Regions from separate parts of the Mus musculus genome. Here all the other regions are linked to region 2. The links are chromatin contacts, called in public Hi-C maps. All regions are on one chromosome and are shown on one strand. The core of a region is the stretch at or near the end of the contact, and the rest is flanking DNA. Distances in the headings are between cores, read along the strand shown. Region 1 holds the start of Sorcs3 (sortilin-related VPS10 domain containing receptor 3). Region 2 holds the start of Cfap58 (cilia and flagella associated protein 58). Region 3 overlaps Sorcs3 (sortilin-related VPS10 domain containing receptor 3).

Region 1 (2,700 bases), core at 164-2,663, 270 kb after region 2:
TCCTCGTTTAGCCTTGGCACTCCCCCCTCCCCCATCCTTTTCCGGTGTTTCCTGGAGGCCACCTGTCCTAAAGGTTGTAAGCCACGTCTCCAGCCAGCCCTCAAGCTTAGCACCCCTCTCTCCACCTCACCAAAGTCTCTGTCTTCCTGAGGTCTGGAAGAGTCCCAGTCGCATCAGGCGCGCATACCCTCCTGCCACGGGGGACAGGGGACCTGATAAATGCTTGCTGCTTTGGGCAGGGGACCTTCCAAATAGTGGCAGACACTTTGAAACAAGTGGCCCTGCTCAAAAGCGCGTCTGGGGGTCAGAAGGGCAAGACCTAGCAGTCCCTGGCAGGAAAACAGGACCTGGATCTACTACTGTCCTCCCACATCTAGTGTAGGGTCCCCAGAATATCAGCCTTTGCTTTGCCCGGCGGCTTTCAGGCTCGCTTTCCAGACCTCCAGGCGGCTTAATCTGATGACGCCCACAGGTGCTGGAGGACCGTGCCTCATGAAGAGGGGTGCTACCCTTGTTCTCCACATTGCCTCTGACCACTCACAGGCTTCTGGATGTGCAAACAGCCTATGCGTGATTCTCGAGCACCCACGGCCGGAGCGCACCTCGCACTCCGCCCCGCCCCGCCCCGCCGCTCTCACTCACACAAGCCAGTGTAAACGCGCACGCAGGGAGCCGCGCGCCCCCGCACACCCAGCAACACCCCCCCCCCCCAGCTCAACCAGGTACCGACCCCCCAGGCGCCCTCCCTCCAGCCCTGGAACACCCTGGTCTCCCTCTCTCCCTCTCTCGCCTGCGCGCACGCACGCGCACGCACGCACTCCCCGCGCCCCCGCACCGGGAGGGGGCGCAGGCCTCCGGGGGCGGGGAGCCCAGAGCAGAGTCGTGGGTCCATCCCGCGCTTGGCTTCAGAGCGGTAGCTCCCGCCTGGCCCTGGTCTCCAGATCGAGAACAGTTGGCAGTGGAGATAATTTACTCCTCCTTCTCCTCCCGGAGACCCTATACTTCCCGCACGCCGTCTCCCGCTCCCAAGAACAGACCGAAGAGTGAATCCCCAAACGCAGCCAGGAGCGGCTTCCCAACTCCGCGCCCGAAGCTGGCTGGCTGGTGGTTGGATTTCCGAAAGACTCCGGATAAGGGTCTGCTGTGAGCCCCCCCCCCCCCTCCTCCAAGATCCAGCTAGCGTTGCCCATTTTAAGAGGATTTCCCTATTCCCTCTGAACACTCCTTTTCACAAATTTTTTAAAAGAGGTCGGTGGAAAAGATTGGGAGGGGGGGCATTTTAACAACAGCATCAAACCGGCCAGAGCATCGAGAGAGCATTTAATAAACTGCCTTTGGGTTTTGGAATCACCCTCTGGACCTGGGAGCAAGCGATCCAGAGGGGAAGAGTGTAAGGGACAGGCGAACCACCTCCTTCCCGGCCGCCCCCTCCTCATTCCCCTGACACACTCGCTAGCTTGCTTGCCGGCGCGCGCATCCCTCCAGCACCCCCCACCCCCCCTCCATCGGACCCGCACCTCGGCGGGCGCCACACACTCGGCAGCCCGAGCCGTGGTAGCCGCAGCGGGATGGAGGCGGCAGGCACTGAGCGCCCCGCAGGCTGGCCCGGGGCACCCCTCGCCCGGACTGGGCTGCTGCTCTTGTCAACATGGGTCCTGGCCGGCGCCGAGATCACTTGGGGCGCGACAGGAGGTCCGGGGCGCCTGGTGTCCCCGGCTTCACGACCACCAGTGTTGCCTCCTCTCTTGCCACGGGCAGCGGAGAACCGGTGGCCTGAGGAGCTGGCATCTGCACGGAGAGCCGCTGCACCGAGACGCCGGTCCAGGCTAGAGCCACTATCCCAGGCGAGCCGCGGGGAGATACGGACTGAAGCTGCGGGAATGTCGCCTGAAGGCGCTAGGTGGGTCCCGGGCATTCCATCTCCTAGCCAGGCGGGCAGTGCGAGGAGGACTCGCCGGGCGCAGCCCCCAAGCCCCCTGGAGCGCGGGGACTCTTGGGCTACTGCTCTCGCAGATGGTGCCAAAGGAAGCCGTCCTCACACCAAGGGTTCGCGAGAGGAGGTGAGGGCGACGCGGACTGGAGGAGCGTCCACTGAGGAGCTCCGGCTGCCCAGCACGTCTTTTGCACTGACCGGGGACTCGGCTCATAACCAAGCCATGGTGCACTGGTCGGGACACAACAGCAGTGTGAGTACCCATCTGGCACAGATCGCTAGTCTCCTGACAGCCGAGGGTAACGGTAATGGGAGGCGGGGGGTGGTGGGGGGGGGGGTGAGGAGAGGGGCGAGGGACAGATAGTTTCTCAGGGTCCAGAAGGAGAATCAGAATCCCCGGACTTTTAGAGAGGGGTTTGTCCTGCCCACTTCACGCCCCCAACAGGTTAGCCGAGTTTTGTTATAAGATGGCGTGTGCATCTGTTTACTGAAGACCCCAGTACTGAGGCTGTCTGGAGGGCTAAGAGGAAAGTGTGTCTTAAAAGCTGTCTGGGTGAGGAATCTGGTCACTCTCTCCCGCATCCAGGTCGGAGAGTGACTTTTTCTTTTCTGGGGAAAGGATGGATGCTTGAATTCGTGAGTGTAAACATGGGCTGATGTGGAGAAATCTCTAGACAAATTCCCGAGACTGGAGGAGCTCCCTTTTAGCCCTGGGGTCATGTGAAGGGAACCAGGGAGCTAGGGAGACTGAGGCCACAGGGACAGCA
Region 2 (2,700 bases), core at 91-2,590:
TTGAAACGTCCAAATAAAGAAAAGTAAAATTTTCCTATGTCATTTTATTATTTTTATTCTTTGAAATTTCAATAAATATTTACAGGGATAAAAATGTTGGCAAAGGTTATGAACAGGGAAGCTCACAGAAGGGAGGCCCAGAGCAGCTCGTGTTCATAGGAAGAAAAATGCTCAATTTCTTCAGTGGAGGAAGCGAAAGTAAAAGCAAAATGTGCCTCTGCTTCTTCCAGCCCATTGACAGAATTTGAAAATTGCCTAATTAGATGAACTAATGTTTGTCTAGCCCTTGCTTGATGCTCAGTAAACGCCGGATGGGTGCAGAACCTGGGACATTCGCTGTGGTACAACATATATAGGGCAGTGCCATTAAGGGATTGCACCTTTGCTGTTGGAAAGCAGAGTCCACTTTTAGGCAGGAAAAGGTACACGCTTCGGATAGTCACGTGGTCACTGCGTCTTAGGTTCACGAGTTGCTACGGAACAGAGCTTTTGCCTATGTGTAGTGGGTGAAGTGGAAGAATACATCTTACAATAGGGACATGGAAAAGGAGAGGAGAGGTTGTCTTAGCCCCAGTGGCCCTTCGGTGAGATTTCTTTTGCAGAACACACATGCGTGTTCTAATATGATGTCCCCTAGGATTCCCCTATGCACAACCTCGCTCATCAATATCTCCTACAGGGGAATTTATATATAGGTCCGTAAAATGCACACCAGTCAACAATGGCTATGGTGGTGATTGGTGAATTGGAGGCAGCCTTGTTATTCAACATTTGAGGAAGGAAATGACATGTGTCGGGTCTTCAATTTGAAATGCCAAGCAGAAGTCTGAAGCAACGGACACCAGTGCAATAAAATTAGGCCCTAGAAAAGAACGCTGCCCAGTGAGAAAAGAACATATTTCTAACGTTCATTAGCAAACTAATAAAAACACACGAGAAAATGGGATTGATTTTTTTTAAAAATACATATCTGAGCACACAAGCACTTATTAACAATCTTTGTGGCTGAATTTGAGGGTTGGGAAATAGGGCTAGCGATAAAGAGAAAGAAAACCACATTTCACGAACAAGACTGATTATCCATCCCAGCTCTATGCATTCACAGTGCACTGGTTTCTTGAGTCTGGGGATTCTGCTATGCCTCTCAGGGGCACGGTTCCTTGGCTCCATCCCCTTCAGGATATATTTGCATATTTCTCTGCGGACCACTGCCGGGTACCGACCTACGGGGCTCCGCCCCTTTCGAACCTGTGCTTTGCCTCAGCGGCAGGGGGCGTGGCGGTTGCCAGGCGACCGAAGACGCACCGAGCGCCGGATTTCGGCGCCCGGGCTGGCGATCAGAAAAACGTGTCGCCCTTTTAGACACTGGGGGCAGTGCACAGCCCCTTCTCCAGACTCCAGCCCAGTTTTCTGATCTCCTCGGCAGCCTTTGAGGCCGCCTCCAAACAGCGTCAGGATGACGGAGGTCAGGAGTCAGAGCCCCTCTTTTTCTCCTTGGTTCTCTTCCTGTCATCTCTTTCCTACTGGAACTCATCCTTTGTTACACTCACTAATTCTGATCCTCCTTCACAAGCACCCCTGCTATATGCATCCTCACGCTTTTTCTCTCGTGGCTCTGTCCCACCTCTCCTCTCTTCATGAATTCGCAGACCGTGACTGGCAGTCTGAACTGCGGGCGATTACTGATACCGCAGCAGAGATGTTATTGAAAATGTCTCATTGTTACTTTCCTCATTAACCTCTCCACCTGTCGCGCCCTGATCCCCTAACACATGATCACCAGCTGTCACACTTTCATCACGGCCCTCCAGCTCATTGTCATTGCCCTGTGCTCTCATTGACCCCGTGTTAACATCCCGCAGCCCCGTCTCTCGCCTGTGTTACTGGACACTTCATCTTCAGCTGCACTGATGAGGGCTGACTTCTGCATCCTTCAGTAACCTGTCTGTCCATTAGCCCTCTCATCTATAACCTCGACAGCCCTACATCCTTGCCATCACTTGACATGCAGAGTTCTCATTTATCTTGGTCTTACTTAAATTCTTCACCGATCTATCAGAGTGCACCCGCACCTTACCTATTATATACCATTTCCAGCCAGTATCAGCTGTATAATCTGTGAGTTCCAGAGTAAAATGAAAAGCTTTTTAAAATTACTAAGACTTTTAAGCTGTGACAGCAGAGAATTTAACCAAGGTAGAAGTCTTCTGAGTACTAAGTCTTGAGTGAGTGACTGGGCCCACACCCATGAAACCAGCCCCGGTCCCAACATCTCCTAGCACAACCGTGCCCCGCCCAATTGCTTCTTGTCCTCTCTCTGCCTTTGCATCTCCTCACCATTCCATCTCCTCCACCTCAACTCTGCCTTTGTAAGCTCCACCCCCATCGTTCCTTATCCCCCCACACTGTCCCTGCTCCCAGTTGCCATCACTCAGTGTCCCGGGAGACTGTGGTCACATCACCGCTCCCCACTACCTGGTCTCTTTCATGACTCTTCACTTCCCATCTTCGCTTCTTGGTTCTGCTTGCTCTCATTTTTATTCCTCATTCTTTTGCTTTGCTTTGTGTTTTCTCTGGTTCTCACTGTCCTCTTCTCAGTTCATTGTTCTTCATTCTCCATGTTTTCCTCCCTGGAAAACTTGTTGTCTGCAGGACAAGCTGATGACCTGCAGAGCCCAGAGCACTTGGCGGCATGTGGCA
Region 3 (2,700 bases), core at 152-2,651, 430 kb after region 2:
CAGTACATCAGGGCAATGGGGAAATGTTCCTCACCAGGGAAGACTGGCGGAAGTAGAATGGAGTAGGGGCTTTAAAGCCGCACGTTCCACTTTCAGATATTCTCAGCTTGGTCGCTGGGCTTCTGCATTTGCTGGCTAGATGCCTTCCCCTGATCATTTTCTCCTAACTTTTTGAAACGTGAGGCTGCTTTTAACAGCTGATTTTTTTTTTTTTTTGAAATTGAGGGTGATGGCTCCGAAGTTAAGATTCAACTGTGGCTTTCAGCACTTGCTGCTCGCGCCTGTAACAGATGGGTTTACAGCCATTATCCCATAGAATACGATACATGATGAAGTTGTCCTTACAGCAGAGAAAAAAAGCTTCATAATTTACCTTCAGAGCCGAGCTTGAGAGGGTGCCGGGAGCCTCAGCTCTGCCACGATGTGAAATGGATTCTAAAAAAGGGGAATGCTTCAATTGTCTGACCTTTACAGCATATTTAAATGTATCTGATGGTGTTCACAGTAGTAAACACTATAGCTAAGGTTATGGGCTGGGAAAACTGAGTGGAATATTTGCAGCTAGCTGTGGACGCTCCTGGCAGGAAGACAGGCACCTGGCTTTGGACTGGGATGGAGTCTGGGAGGGGAAGTGATGGCATTTTTTTTCCCCAGTGAGTACTAGTAGATTTTGCACCAAGAGAGCTTTGGAAACTGAGGAAGCTCTTTCTTCCTTATCTAGGATGTATCCCTGCTTCTGTGAGCGTGCAGAGGACCTAATGATGGCCCCGCCCTCTATTTATTTATTCACCCACCAAATATTTACTTACCATGTACTCTATGTACTGTGAACTGCTGTAGGGGATCGGAATGTGGAGATATGCTTTCAAATTATCTCGCAAACAGTAAAATGGAGAAGGGGGGGGTGTAAAAAGGTGTGCTAGTGGTGTATACATTAGATGCATACCTAGTGCACATATAACATGGAAGAGACAATAGCGCTTTATAGGAGCCAAAAGGAACAGTGAAGATAGAAGCCAATGAACATTAAAGCCAACTTGGTGATGAAGTCAGAGAAATCAGTAAGGTAGTTGGCAAACCGGAGCTCTAGGGGTAAAACAAAGAAAGCTCGGGGAGAGTTTCTAGATTTTTCTCTTATGCAACGACGAGAAGGCTGCTCATGCCGTTCACAGAGAGATGAGTTGCTAGGGACGCAGACATGAATGACACATCCCTCCCCCTGTTTGAGGTTAGGGGAAATCGTGTAGCCTTTTAGCAGTGAAGACTGATCACTCTGAGCCAGAGACCCTGCCCATCATCCTTTATTTGACGTTGACGTTCGTTCTCCTGATGTAACAGGAGGAAGCCTCAGCCCCCGGGGCAGGGGCTGCTTCCTGGAGCTCTGCCTGGCATGTGTCACCCTCCAGTGGGATGGAGTATTTCTGAACATGCTTCCGACAGCAAGCACGTTCTCCTTTAAGCGGAGCCATATGCCACATCCCCAGCATGAAAATTTAGCCACCACTGAATCATCTAGAGATGAAATAAAGGTTAGGAGTTTTTTTTTTTTTTTTTTTTTTTTTTTTTTTTTTTTTTAGCAGAAATAAAGGGCTTTCAACTCTATTTTTATAACTTTTTTTTTTGTCATTATAGAAGTGGGAATACCTAGTGAAGGAAATTGAAAATCTGGAAACAGTGAAGGAAAAGAAATGACCTAGCATCCACTGACCAGGGTACCAACTTGCATGTAGTCTGATTTGTAAACTTAGGTTAATACTTACACAAACACCACATACACACACACACACACACACACATTTTAAATATGCGTTTCATTATTCAATATATATATATAAAATATGTATTCTAAACCCTTGTTAGCATATTGTTTTATAAGTTGTCTTTACAGTTAACTTCATATTACACAATTATGCATTATACTCAATATCATGTATATATACAAAAGCCTAATTTTAATGTCCTGATATTGGAGCATCTTGGTGTCACTCACTCTTCTATTGTGGCCGTTTGTGTCATTCCTGAGAGTTTGCTGCTGCGGGCAATGCCCTGTGACCTTCCTGGGCTTCACGACATCGTCATGATTATCTGATTATTTCCTCTGGATTCACCACAGCACTGAAAGCTTCACGCCAGAGGCTGAAAACATTTCCTAGAGATTTCTGATATTGAGAAATTGCTTTTGCAGAGAGGAGACGCGACACTTATAACCTTGTCTTTTGTATTGTTTTGGACTCCGAAATTTTCCCGTGCCTGGCGTGGTGGAAACATTTCCCAGCAAGTATTGGTTCATTCCGCTACTCATTTATTTATTCAGTAAATATTTATAGAATGGTAGTACCTTGGGAGGAATAAAAATGTCTCAGGCAAGTGGTTACACAACCTTATGCATTTGTCAAAACTCACGGAGCCATACGTTAGGAAGAATGGACTTTGCTGTATGTAAATTAAGGAAATAAAACTTAAAATAGGCTCAGACAAACTCATAATTCCAAGGAACTTAAAATCCAGGAAAAGAGATAATGTATGCGGTCACTTGTTACAGCACAGGGCAGCCTAGTAAAACATAGGAAGTGCAAGTATTTATTGGGACAGGTGTGGTAGGAGGGGGACCCAGTCAGCATTTGGCATATTTAAATTTTGTTCATTTCCTGGTAACACAGAGATGAAAGGACATGAGTATACCTTCTCACAAAGAAACCC

The links. A called contact is a pair of places that touch in the nucleus more often than the background predicts.
Region 1: a contact with region 2 is called in a Hi-C map of cortical neurons, with 5 times the contacts expected there. The contact joins the promoter of Sorcs3 here to the promoter of Cfap58 in region 2. A contact is called at or near these places in 1 of 39 promoter capture datasets (hippocampal neurons), 3 of 484 Hi-C or Micro-C datasets (cortical neurons and embryonic stem cells) and 1 of 115 datasets of contacts at active chromatin or transcription factors (embryonic stem cells).
Region 3: a Hi-C map of cortical neurons shows a contact between it and region 2, with 2.2 times the contacts expected there. The contact joins the enhancer-like site here to the promoter of Cfap58 in region 2. A contact is called at or near these places in 3 of 39 promoter capture datasets (cranial neural crest, embryonic stem cells and hippocampal neurons) and 2 of 484 Hi-C or Micro-C datasets (both in cortical neurons).

Annotation. Positions count from the first base shown.
Region 1 is chr19:48,204,612-48,207,311 of GRCm38.p6, forward strand. It overlaps Sorcs3 (sortilin-related VPS10 domain containing receptor 3), which reads left to right and starts at 1,414. Exons shown (of 27, transcript NM_025696.3): 1 at 1,414-2,186. The coding sequence starts at 1,569.
Region 2 is chr19:47,936,372-47,939,071 of GRCm38.p6, forward strand. It overlaps Cfap58 (cilia and flagella associated protein 58), which reads left to right and starts at 1,341. Exons shown (of 18, transcript NM_001163267.1): 1 at 1,341-1,465. The coding sequence starts at 1,457.
Region 3 is chr19:48,366,905-48,369,604 of GRCm38.p6, forward strand. All of the region lies in intron 1 of Sorcs3 (sortilin-related VPS10 domain containing receptor 3), which reads left to right. Among named protein-coding and RNA genes, the nearest start is that of Sorcs3, 160 kb to the left of the region's middle. Within about 2 kb of position 1,402, at least 14 of the 459 cell types and tissues checked have an H3K27ac peak or open chromatin away from gene starts, as enhancers often do. A contact at or near this core is called in cortical neurons and hippocampal neurons, where this site is marked.